Regions from separate parts of the Zea mays genome. Here region 1 is linked to region 2. Evidence: chromatin contacts called from public Hi-C data. All regions are on one chromosome and are shown on one strand. The core of a region is the stretch at or near the end of the contact, and the rest is flanking DNA. Distances in the headings are between cores, read along the strand shown. Region 1 holds the start of LOC100284261 (maspardin). Region 2 holds the start of LOC100191679 (type II CPD DNA photolyase).

The links. Hi-C and Micro-C count contacts between places; a contact is called where the count stands out from the background.
Region 1: a contact with region 2 is called in a Hi-C map of leaf, with 5 times the contacts expected there. The contact joins the promoter of LOC100284261 here to the promoter of LOC100191679 in region 2. A contact is called at or near these places in 2 of 25 Hi-C or Micro-C datasets (ear and leaf).

Annotation. Positions count from the first base shown.
Region 1 is chr1:127,869,182-127,875,319 of Zm-B73-REFERENCE-NAM-5.0, reverse strand. It overlaps LOC100284261 (maspardin), which reads left to right and starts at 1,406. Exons shown (of 9, transcript NM_001157156.1): 1 at 1,406-1,634; 2 at 5,525-5,650; 3 at 5,830-5,928. The coding sequence starts at 1,554.
Region 2 is chr1:127,457,294-127,463,687 of Zm-B73-REFERENCE-NAM-5.0, reverse strand. It overlaps LOC100191679 (type II CPD DNA photolyase), which reads left to right and starts at 1,355. Exons shown (of 9, transcript NM_001137108.1): 1 at 1,355-1,945; 2 at 2,032-2,228; 3 at 2,331-2,571; 4 at 2,747-2,904; 5 at 3,017-3,053; 6 at 3,156-3,214; 7 at 3,749-3,830. The coding sequence starts at 1,481. It overlaps LOC103633377, which reads right to left. Exons shown (of 3, transcript XM_020546476.3): 1 at 6,384-6,394; 2 at 6,172-6,290; 3 at 4,476-6,081. The coding sequence ends at 5,647.

The DNA of each region.
Region 1 (6,138 bases), core at 157-2,656, 410 kb before region 2:
GCTCATGGTTGGCTTTGCCATGCTGCTCGTGTATCACCACTAGTATTATCATTACTTTTATTTCCGCTGCTAATGAAACTCTGAACTAATGGTTTTATGTTCGAACCTTTGTTTTGTAATAATAATGATACTTATTTTGACATGTTATTATAATTGTTGATGGTTGTATTCTCTGTTCTCATATTCGAATGTGATATTGTTATTGATCCTATATAAGTGGGTAAATCAGACGCGATCTGATAGATTGAAGCGTTTAATCCAATTTAAGTGTGTCATCGCCCTCGAGGTGGGATCAGTGCACTCAAGCCGAATTAATTTGGACGGTTCTTTCACAATTCACCTTCAACCCCGTTCTAACCAAACAAACTTTTAAGTGTGCATTTGTTTAGCTTTCTAAACCATATTCATGCAAAAAATCTAAAAATCTCCATCCAACGAGTACAACATCATAATAGATTCCCAAAAATCTACATATTCTTCTAGTTCAATTTAGAATCACCTTCTATCTCAGATTTTCGAAAATCATGTTATTTATATTACTAAGCTATCATGTTCTTACAAAATCTACAAATAGTCGTTGTTTCAAACAATCACATTTTAGCTTTTCCACAATCATCAGCTTGTAGCAGTTTTCTTATAGCTCACTGTTAACATTAGAATTAGATTCTTAAGAATCTACCGTTAAAGCAAATGGACCCTACCCTTATGAGTAGACATATTCTGACTTAGGGGTGTTTGGTTTCAAACAATTAAAGTTTAGTCTATATCATATCGAATGTTTGAATGATAACTACCGATATTAAATATAATCTAATTATAAAACTAATTACATAGATGTAAACTAAAAGATGAGACAACTTTATTAAATCTAAATAAACCTAAATTTAATACTCATAATTGATATTCAAATATTTGATGTAACATAAACTTAAACTTTAGTCACAGACTGGTTTGATGATAAAGAAATTGGAGGAAAACCATGGGGGAAACAAATTTCTTGCTATTAATTAAGGCCATGTTTAGAAGCAACCTAGTTTTTAAGAATCCAGTTTCTATCTCTAGTTTATAGAAGTTGGTTTATGAAAAAAACTAGTTAAGACCTTATTTAGTTACGTCTAGATAGAAGGAGATTGAGAGAATTAAATTCCCTGTAATCCCCTTGGATCCAGCCTTAACCGAACAAACCCTGATGATGTTTAGAACAACCTCAGTTTTATAACATGGCTTGAGCTGGGGTGGCTAGTTTCTTGGTTTTTAAGAAACTAAAAAAATCTGTTTTTTATAAACCGAAGCATAAATTAATATATTTAAAATTAATCTAATTTTTAAATCAGTTTCTTAAAAACAGTTTCTTAAAAACCGAGTGATCCTGAATAGCAATGAATTTGCTCCCGTGGATTCACTCAAATTTCCATACCAAACCAGCCCGTAGGCTCTAGGGCGCAGTCAGGTGGAGGGATTTTTCCCCTTTTGCGGCTTCCTGAACTCCATCTTGCCACTGCCACGAGCCCACGACGCCCGCAGCCGCAGCGAACCAGAGAGGAGAGCGGGAGATGAAGGGCGTCGGGGGCGGCGCGGCCTCCCCGGGGGACTATGTCTACTTCAAATCTGTCGTCCCGCTCCACAAGATCTCCGTGAGTTCGCGCGCGCCTCGCCTCCCTCCCTCCCATCTCACTGCAGTCTCTTCCCTGTAATCCCCTTAGGCGGCAGCGTCTCGTCAGAAGTTTGATCGTTGGAGCGGTTTCGTCGTTGCTTCGTATGGGATCATCTGAATTGGGCTGGATATGAAGCGAATTTCGGGCGAGGAGCTTTCTGTGGTCGGCGATCCGCAGGAACTCGTTGGTTGGTGTAATTTGGTGTGGTAATATTGAATCCGAACAGTATCTTTACCTGAATCTGATGATATCTCTCCAGACACTACAATGTGTATACTTGTAATGTTCTGCTCAACTTTCTCCAGAGGGGCCTGTTTGATTCATAGGGCTGCTATTTCTCGTTAGCCAGCTAATTTTTGCCCCTCTTGCTCATCTACATAGGGGGCTAATAGGTGGGCTATGTTGGAGTTGTGAGCTAACTCGCTAGCTGTCCCTAACTATGTCCTGTTTGGATCACCCAACGCTAGTTACTCCCTCCGTTCATTATCTACCTCGTCTGAAAAAAAATCCAAGAGTCTACATGGTATTAGATTGGGACCACGGGTTCGCTTCGTCCTCGCACGTCCGTGACTCCTCGTATATGCTGCACCTTTGTTGCTTCGGCTCTTCTCCCGTTGCTTCAAATATCTCCCGTCCCATCCTGTTAGGAGTCCATCACACCAGTATGTCCTGGCGCACGCCTACATGATCGTCCTTCACCGTCGCACCTCACCATAACTTTCGTTGATTACAATGGAGTGCCAGGGCACTGCCGCCGATCAGGGTCTTGTGCACGGTGTCAGATTCCTGCAATGAATCCAACAATTCTTCCACGACCGAGTTGCGTTTTGTTATAGATTTTTTTGGCTGGTGAATCTGAAGTGCCTGACTCCCAAGAAACATTTACTGATATTGATCGAAGTGATGCTGCTGATGTCCTAGTTACGGACATGGAGCTTCATGACAAGGAGCTTCATGCAGCCAACACTTTGCTCCAAATGGCCTATACAACTCTTAAAGGGACACCAAGCAGATACTTATTTCAAAACTCCACGACGAAGTGTAGGAGGATCAGCTTTTGCTAACAAGTCAAGGTATATGGTGATCTTTAGATCATCCTGATAGTACTTCCTCTTTTTGTCATCGGAACCTGGAAGTTGTATGAAAACAGTCAAACTCTGTTGCAATTCACTGAAATTCTAATGCATGTTACGTGCAAGGCAACGGTGTAGCCCCAGGTTATGACAATTAGCAATAGGAATGAACCAATAAGCCATCTAACTGATCTCTGAACTTAAACTGAAAATGGATTAAAACACAATTAACTGAACCTTAGCTGAAACTAGATTCTACTGGACTGTTCCCTATGAAGCAACATCTAAACTGAAATGAACTGGACAGTGGACACTCATACACTGAACAAAATCGACCAAAGGAAAAAAAGCTTAAACTAAACATTGGTTGCTGCTGCATCTCCTTGCACCGAAGGAACGTGAAAACCATCTATTGATGTGTCTGCAGAAACATGAACTCCATCACCTTGCACTCCATCTTCGTCATCTATGGCACAAAATAAAAACGGAATAATGAAATCGTAACCAGGAAGACGTGGCAAAACAGAAACATAAGTGAAGGAGCACATTGAATTCCATCGTCCCACACCATGTCATAATTGAATTCATGAGCAGGGCATCAAACTCGGCAATGTCATCCCAATCTATGGGATAGATTTGACCTGATTCGAGTGGCTGTAGGTTTAAATCGATATCTAATCCCGGCATTTCTTTGGTTCTCCAGCATGAATCCGAGATAGAGAAAGAGAGGAAGCGAGGGGGATAGTTTGCTGGAATTACCTGGGCATAGTGATTCTCCATGGTTATTTATATAGGGCATCGTAACGAGCTTGAGGAGGGGGGGGGGGCAATGAAATTTTGATGCATTGGCGGCCCTGTTTTCAGGTCGTCGACTAGTCAGCAACAAGTCATCCAGTCGGTTCTGGGAGCTCGACTTGGGGAGCCGGCTCGACTTTTCTGGCAAGTCTGGTGATTTGTCAACGACTGGAAATTCTCAGTCGACTAGTCGTCGACTTGGTCTGGCAAGTCGGGCGACTTGTGCCCCAGTTCAGCCCAAATAGGCCAAAGGCCCATTACACAACATATTTTCTTGATTTGGGAGAAAATGCAATGGATGATCTTGATTTGGGAGATATTTAGGTTATCTACTATCTAGTATCAACAGATTAGCTATCTAATGAAGCTTATTTCCTTTCAAGTTTGAACTATATTTTCTTGCTATTTGTTTTCCAGTTTGAACTATATGGCTGTTATGACTTATCACTTATGTGGCTGATTTAGTTTAGTTTGAGGCTTCAAATGAGGTAAGACTTGCTGTTTATTTCAGTTTTCGTTCAGTTTCAAGCTTCAAATGAGGTAAAACATGCTCTTTCTTCATATGTAAATGCTATATTGTCTATATGAAGCCATTATATCGGCAAAACAGCCACTATATTGGCAAGTCGAGGACTAGTCGACTGACTTATTGACTAGTCACCAAGTCGGTACCTTGTCGACTCGACTCGACTTATCGACTTGAAAACCTTGATTGGCGGTAAAATTTTGTTCTGTAGTCCCACATCTAATAGAATATCAAACGAAAAAGGGCTGGTTGCAGGCGCGGAAGAGGACGTGAGCACAGCTGGTGAAATTAGATGCATGCATGGCCACACGGGGCCACATACGTGAGCGAGCTATTATGGGCCGGCTAACGTCATTTTCAGCAGCGTTAGTGCACGATTACTTGGTGAAACGAATGAACGCCAGGGCATTAAGAGGACTGCGGTGATTAATTGGAAATTGCCGATCCTTTGCTGCTCCTTGGTCATTGTGCCGAAGGATAAAACGATGTAGATCAATGAATGGAAGGAGTATTAGCTAATTTTTAGCTCCAGCTAATAAATTAGCCCTAGCTGATCCAAACATCCCCTTAGTTTACTTTCGTTCCATATCTTTGTACTTAGTCTGCTTAGCCAAGTTATTTAGCAATACACTTCTTGTATATTTCAGCTCCCTGTTTATTTGTTGTTATCCAGATATGTAATTTTTTCATTGTTGGGCTATAGAAAAGAAATGTGAATTGTCTCTTTTGAGTTGTCCTTTTAATGATACTAGTTGGTTCTGTAAGACTGTTGTCTGAAAATTCAGGCAATTGAAATGTAACGACTTAGCAAAAAGGAGTGAATTTCATTTTAAGGGCTTGTTCTGTTGTTCTTCAATCCATGTGGATTGGATGGTATTGAGTCGGTTTAAATCCATAGCAAGTCAAAAATCCATTCCAAACCCACTCAAACCACTCTAATCCACATGGAATAACAATAACCGAACAAGCCCTAAGACGGATCTGCTGACCAACTGAGATGTCTTACCTTTCAACACACATTGACCAAGTGCATCATCAGTTACATGCTACATACCCTATGGTGTGTTGCAACCTGTTGTTTTTTTCTTGCTGTTGGAGTTTGTATCTTTTTACATCATAGTGCACATGCAAAGGACATGATATTGCAAAAGGGTTTTATTTGACATTGCATACTTAATTACTTATGCATTGACTATGTCCAGTAGTATTACATGTTATTACATGAATTGTCAATCTACTTACAAGTCCCATGAGTCTGTTCATGTTATACTATCGTGTTTACAATCCATTTTATATTTAGTCAGGAGCTTGTCCTAACTTCATATTGATCCCTATCAGTTTAGTATGATTTTAATGTGTTATATCCCTTTTGATACAAAAGTTCTGAACGTGTTTTTTCTATGTTTAATATTTTCAATTTGTGCCATATGTGTGACTAGTTTCTGAACTATTCCTTTTCCACGGTGACTTTGTAGATTGGGTCAAAACTGTGGAGGTACTATGACTTTGGACCCAAGGTTGTGCCACCTCTTGTTTGTATCCCAGGAATTGCAGGAACGGCTGATGTATACTATAAACAGATTATGTCCCTTTGTATGAAGGTACATGCTTTGGGAGTTTAATGTTTTCCCACCAACTCACATCTATTCTGATTTCTATTATCTGAAGTTTGAGAGTTCATGTGTTACCTTCATCTGCTGCCTATCTGCAAATCATATCATTCTTTGAAAGGCATCCAAATTGTGGTAGTGCTGTGCAGTTAACACCGTATCTCTTTCAGGGTTATCGAGTAATATCTATTGACGTTCCTCAAGTTTGGAATCACCATGAATGGATTCATTCATTTGAAAAATTTTTGGACTCCATGAATATCCATCATGTAAGGAAACATTACCATGTTTTCCTTATGCGTTTGTATCTTGATTAGGCTACTAACTTACAAGTGATTCACATTTTCTCTTTTTTTGCCACCCTTGATTAGTATGACAATATTCTTGAAACTACATGCATTTTGTTAATGTTTTTTCTGCTAAAATTTTGAATTTGATTATTTCATTTTCGAGGACACCCTGTGCAATCACTCTTTGAT
Region 2 (6,394 bases), core at 106-2,605:
CCCTCTTCTTCTGTACCTGCTGATGAAGCACCTCCATGTTCCTGATCTCTTGGTCCAACTCGTCCTCCTGGGGCGCTGGACTAGTGGCCTTTCTCTTCTGGCTTCGGGCCTCTCGAAGATAAAGGGTTTCCTGATTCGGGTCCAACGGCTGCAGAGCTGCAGCCCCTGTTGCTGAAGCTTTCTTTGGTGGCATGACGAAGGTCGATGCTTACCGAAGGTGTTCGAAACTCAAAAAGTGGAAGTGAGTTCACCGGAGGTGGGCGCCAATGTTGGGGACTTGTTCTCAAATGCTAAGAGTTAAGAACAAGTCAACACAAATAACGTTAAACGTTGAAGTCCTTCGTCCTTCGAAGCATTATTTCACTTGGGATATAATGATTTCCGGACGAAGGTTACGAAGGACATACCTTCGTAAGCATTACATATCATAATGAAGAAGGAATTATATGGAATATAAAAGATAATATAAACAGTTATGTATTATTATCAATTCATTTCTATTTTATTGCTATGGAAAAATAGAAATGATATTAGATTACAAATATACCTTTGACTTGAAAGAAGGTAAAAGTACAAGCGTGACGCAAAAGCAAATGCCAAGTCCGCGTGAACAGTACTGGAGCACTGTTCATCTATTTATAGGCACGGGACGCAGTCTATGTAAAATTACATTCATGCCCTTTACATTTGCTAATAACTCTGTGATAATCCATAGGGGTCTAAATAGCCTTTTCCCCTTTAAGTCGGTTTCCTTTTCTGTTATCACGCCGAAGCTCTGCGTAGCTTCGTCTCTGCACCATCCTTCGTATTCTTTGTGCTTCTTCACCTAAGTCCGAAGGTCCAAGTCCGAAGATATCTGTTCATGAATTATACTCCAGAAACATTGTTAAATCATGTTTTTGAAGACCTTCGGAAGACGAAGGCCCCCAACAGATATATATGCATGAGAGCATCTCCAAGAGACTAGCTAAATAGCTTGTCAAGCTAAATTTTAGCTACTTAATAGCAAAATAGCTCTACAACAGACTAGCCATTTAACTTGTCAAGCTATCCGCTTCTTTAAATTGACTCCCTTACTAGCTAAATTTGGCTAGCAACTCTCGCTAGCCAAGCTAACTCGCATATGAGAAAGTCTGTTGGAATGAGATGTTATATATAGAGTTTAATATTTATGTAGAAACAAATAAAGAATTAAATAGAAAGTAAAAATAAAGAGTATTTTGGACTCTAATCACTTAACTAAATCCTATGGCCGACGTGGCCTCTCCCTCGCCGCAACTGCCAGTCTACCACCAACCCGGGCTCCTCCATTGAACCGCCGTCTCCTCCATTCCTGGCTTCCCCTCCATTGAACCGCCACCAGTCTCTTCCATTGAACCGCGGTCGTAAGACGCCTCACCCAACACCGCGCCCACCACCCCAAACGACGCCTACATTCCTGACTTCCCCTCCTACGCGCAGACGCCGTCCCACCGCCGGGATGCCGCCGGCGATCCCAAGCCTGGTCCACCCGTCCCGTGTGCGGATTCTCCACCCGGGCGGAAGCCATATTCACGGGCCGGTGGTGTACTGGATGCTGCGGGACCAACGTCTCGCGGACAACTGGGCCCTCCTCCACGCGGCCGAACTCGCCGCTGCGTCCACCCCCGCGGCGCCGCTCGCCATCGCTTTCACGCTATTCCCACGGCCTTTCCTCCTAGGCGCGCACCTCCGCCAGCTAGGTTTCCTCCTCCGCGGGCTCCGCCGCCTTGCCGCCGATGCGCACGCCCGCGGCCTCCCGTTCTTTCTACTCGAGGGCGGACCTGCGGAGCTGCCGTCGTTGGTGCGGCGGCTCGGGGCTTCGGCGCTCGTCGCCGACTTCTCTCCGCTGCGGCCGGTGCGGGAGGCATTGGATGCTGTCGTCCAGGAGCTTCTGCGTGACGCCGCCAACATGGCCGTGCACCAGGTGAGTACACCGGGATTCCGACAAAGTTTGAATCGTTCGGGTTGAATTGGGTGGAGCGCATTGGTGAGAGTGTATTGTCCACGCAGGTGGACGCACACAATGTAGTGCCTGTCTGGACGGCGTCAGGGAAGCTCGAGTACTCGGCCAAAACCTTTAGAAGTAAGGTGAACAAGGTGATAAACGAGTATCTGGTGGAGTACCCTGAGGTTCCGCAGTGGGCGCCTTGGTGCATGGAGCAGCCGAAGAGTGTTGACTGGGATGCACTGATCAATAGCATCTTCAGGTGCGGTAGGGTGTTCATTTGTTGAATTGGTTCATACTCTTGTGTGGGCTTTAAATATAGCATTGTTAGTGAGGGCTAAATGATTCTGCACTCTTGGAACAGTGAGGCTGAGAATGTGCCGGAGATTAACTGGTGCGAGCCTGGGGAGTCCTCAGCGATGGAGGTCCTTCTTGGGAGTAAGGATGGGTTCTTGACGAAGAGGATTAAGAACTATGACACTGGCCGGAATGATCCTACAAAGCCACATGCATTGTCGTGCCTTTCACCGTACTTACATTTTGGGCACATTTCTGCACAAAGGTGTGCTCTTGAAGCAAAAAAACGCCGTCATCTTAGTCCAAAGGTGCGCTTACTTAATTTCATGTTACTCTTCTAAAATACAAGATTAAGAGCCATATTAAATGGTCAATATGTCTTTTTACCAGCCGGAGGCAAACCTTAAGATTAGCATCAAATATTGAATCCGTCTGTCTAACAGTGAACTAATACATTAGAAAATACCATGCTTTTGGATACAGTCAGTGGACACGTTCTTGGAGGAGCTGATAATAAGGAGGGAACTAGCTGACAATTTCTGCTATTACCAGCCTCAATATGATTCACTGGCTGGTGCATGGGAGTGGGCTAGAAAGACGTTAACGGATCACACTGGTGATAAAAGAGAGCATATCTATACGTGAGTTAGTGTATCTGCTAATTACGTTTATCTGCTTGCTTGGCATGATTAAGGTGAAAGGCTCATGTTCGGCAAGGCTATTTGTTAACTTGCATTCTATTTTGGCGAACAGGAGGGAGCAGCTCGAAAATGCCAAAACATCTGATCCAGTTTGTATTAGCATATTCCTTGTACTCTACTGAAGTTCTTGAATTCATTTTTATCTAGTTCCTGACTGGACTATCTGTCCCTCATTTCCCAAACTTTATCAGCTTTGGAATGCATCTCAATTGGAGATGGTGCACCATGGGAAAATGCATGGATTTATGCGGTAACATAATTCATACCTGTATTAATATGTCATGGTTTTAGCCCATTTATGTGTTGTTTGTTACTTTTGTGATGATAGGTAGTGTTGGAATTGCCTGATTGTCATTCCACATTGCTGGTTGAAGAATTAAGCATTGTTTGGTCTTTGTTTATCTACTTGGTAACACAATTAGTGCATAATGCAGTCAAATATTCATGCATTGGCCTCCATCTGCCCATAGGCTTTACATGTTGAATTGGTGGCAATTTTTTATGTGAAGTCTTCTCGTATACAGCACAGACAATGTAGTTATGCATTTCTGTTCCTATTGGAACAGTGTAGCCTTTCAATTAAATTTGACGGAAGTGTGAGTTAGATTACAACAATCTTTGGAATATTTTGTTTATACGAAGTATTTTTCCAAGATCCCGCCGAATATGGATGGAGCTTACTACGAAGCAAAAAAAAACCAAGCATTGTATTCTGATCTTTATTTCTGCATGCATATCCTCTTTATAAGAGACTACTTTGTGTTCATACTGTAGTTTTCTGCAGAATGTATTGGGCCAAAAAGATTCTAGAATGGACCAGTCAACCTGAAGAAGCACTTTCCATAGCAATATATTTGAACGACAAGGTAAATTTAGAAGAATGACATACATTGTAGAGTTGTACTACTTTTATTTTTTATCATATTGATGGAAAATTGTCTTTATATTCACCAAATGTAAGAAAAATTAGGGGAAACAGAAACTACTGTTACCTTTTGTGTTGGGTTCTATAAATTACTAATAACATTGTACTGCAAGAACCTGCAATTAACAAAGGGTACATTTGGTTCAGCAAGCACAAGTTTTATCAAAGGAGTTAAACATTTCTGCTACTACATTGAAAACTTTTTTAGTACAAATTTGAAAGCACATTGGGTCCTGCTTTTGCTGCTTATCCAAGTTCGATATATTAATAAAGAGATATGGCAAATAGAAATTAAAATGAGTTTAAAAATAATTAAGTGTTATAATAAATAAAATAAAATATTTTGGGGCAATTGTGATTGTACCCTTCTCCGGTGTTGTTTACCCCTCAATTTTTAACTTTGTGATTTTACCTCTCTGTTTTGAAAACGAATCTGCCATTTGCCCCCCCCCCCCTTTAACACCGATAGTGAAAATCAGAATTAATGATAAAAAAAATAAAAAACGAGGGGTAAAATCACAATTACAATGTGAGATAAGGGTATAATCACAATTGACCCTGAAAATTTTCAGGGTCAATTGTGATTATACCCTTCTCTCACCTTGCAATTATGATTTTACTCGTTTATTTTTTATTTTTTAATCACTAATTCTAATTTTCACTAACGACGTTAAGGGGGAGGGGCAAACAATGGTTTCGTTTTCAAAACAGAGGGGTAAAATAAAAAATGAGGGGTAAAATCACAATTGCCCAAATATTTTTAATAAAAAATATTAAAATTAGATTGGTAAAATTGATTTATTAATTCAATATATTAATGAAGAGATACGAAAAATAGAAAATAAAATTTGATTAAAAATAATTAAGTCTTAGAATAAATGAAATAATCATACATTTCAATAAAAAATAAATAGCAAGTGGCGTCTAGTTTTATTTGTTAAAAATATCAAGAATACAAATGTGAAATCGGTTTTTTAAATTTGGTACATTGATTAGGAGATAGTTGAACAAAGTGCATATAAACAATATATAGTTTCGTCACAGTTGACAACTCACAACAGTTTGAACCAAACGACTTTCAACCTTTTTACAGCAGATAACTCAACAATTTTTTCACAACAAATAACTCACAACAACTTTTTTTTATAGTTTACGGCTGAACCAAACCAAGGTTATATTAAGCGCTAGGCGTTAGGCGGGCGTTAGGCCACTGCTTAGCGCCTATAAAGCTTAAGCATAGATTAATCGTGCTTAAGCGTTTGTAGGAATATTACAATATAATATATATTTGCACAGAAAAACAGTTTTACCTAGAAATTATGGGTACTTACCTGGATTAATAGACATGTTTTTGCAGCCTTTCTGCACGTTCCCAGCTTCTTACCTTCAGCCCTTCACCAAACAGCAGCAGCATCACAAATCAACAAACAATAGATTAAACTGTAAAAGAGATGAACAAATCAACAAGAAGACTAAAAGAAAAGAAACTTATCTTCTTCTCATCTTCTTTCCTTCAGCCTTTCACCAAACAACAGCAACACAAATATAAGAAAGATCTCATAATCACAATTCACAAATAAACATTAACAGCTCATAGCAGACTTAAACTAATTCAAATAGATAATAGACTAGTTCATGACACACAACACACTAGTAGCGCAGTGGAGCAATATAAATATTACAAACTTAGATTAGTTCAAACTTCAAATAAACTGATAAACATAACAGCAGGTCAACTGCAGTCCTGCAATTCACCATTACTCCACATGGACATAGTCACTGGTGTTTGAAATCTCACAGTTGTCCTCTTCATAATCAATATCCTCAAGCACATTGTCTTCATCTTCTTTTTCAGATTCCCAATCTTCTTCGTCCACCTCTCTAGCCACTCTTGCGCTCCTGCGAGGTTGAAGCTCATCCTCTACTCCCATTGCATCTCCTAGGACAGACCATGGTATACCTGTCCCTTGCATTTCTCCCTCATCCTCATCCCTGATTTGAACTAATGCTTGTTCATCACCTCCCTCAAAGAAAAATCCTTGAGCTTCTGAACAATCAGAACTCAAGAGCACCTCATAGTTCTTGTTTCGGGAAATTCTCTCTTTCTTGGACAACATTCTATTGTTGAATTGGATGAAGACAAGATTGTTGAGGCGTTCTGTTGTTAATCTGTTCCTTCTCTTAGTATGAGTCTGCAAATATGCTCACAGGTCACAATCCTTGTCATAAGTGTAAACAATTGGTACTAGAAAGTCATTTTAAGAGTTAAGGAGCAATCTGACCTGTTCAAAAACGCTCCAAGTTCTTTCACAACCGGATGAGCTAGTGGTTAATGAAAGGATCCTAATGGCAATTGCTTGCAAATCAGGTGCTCCACCCCCATAGAGCCTCCACCAAGATGCTGTAATGAAGAAATGTCATGCCTCAAACCATGAAACAAGGAGCAGCTGCAATTCAAATATGATTTATGGCTTTATTCACAGCACAATATTACCTGGATTGAAA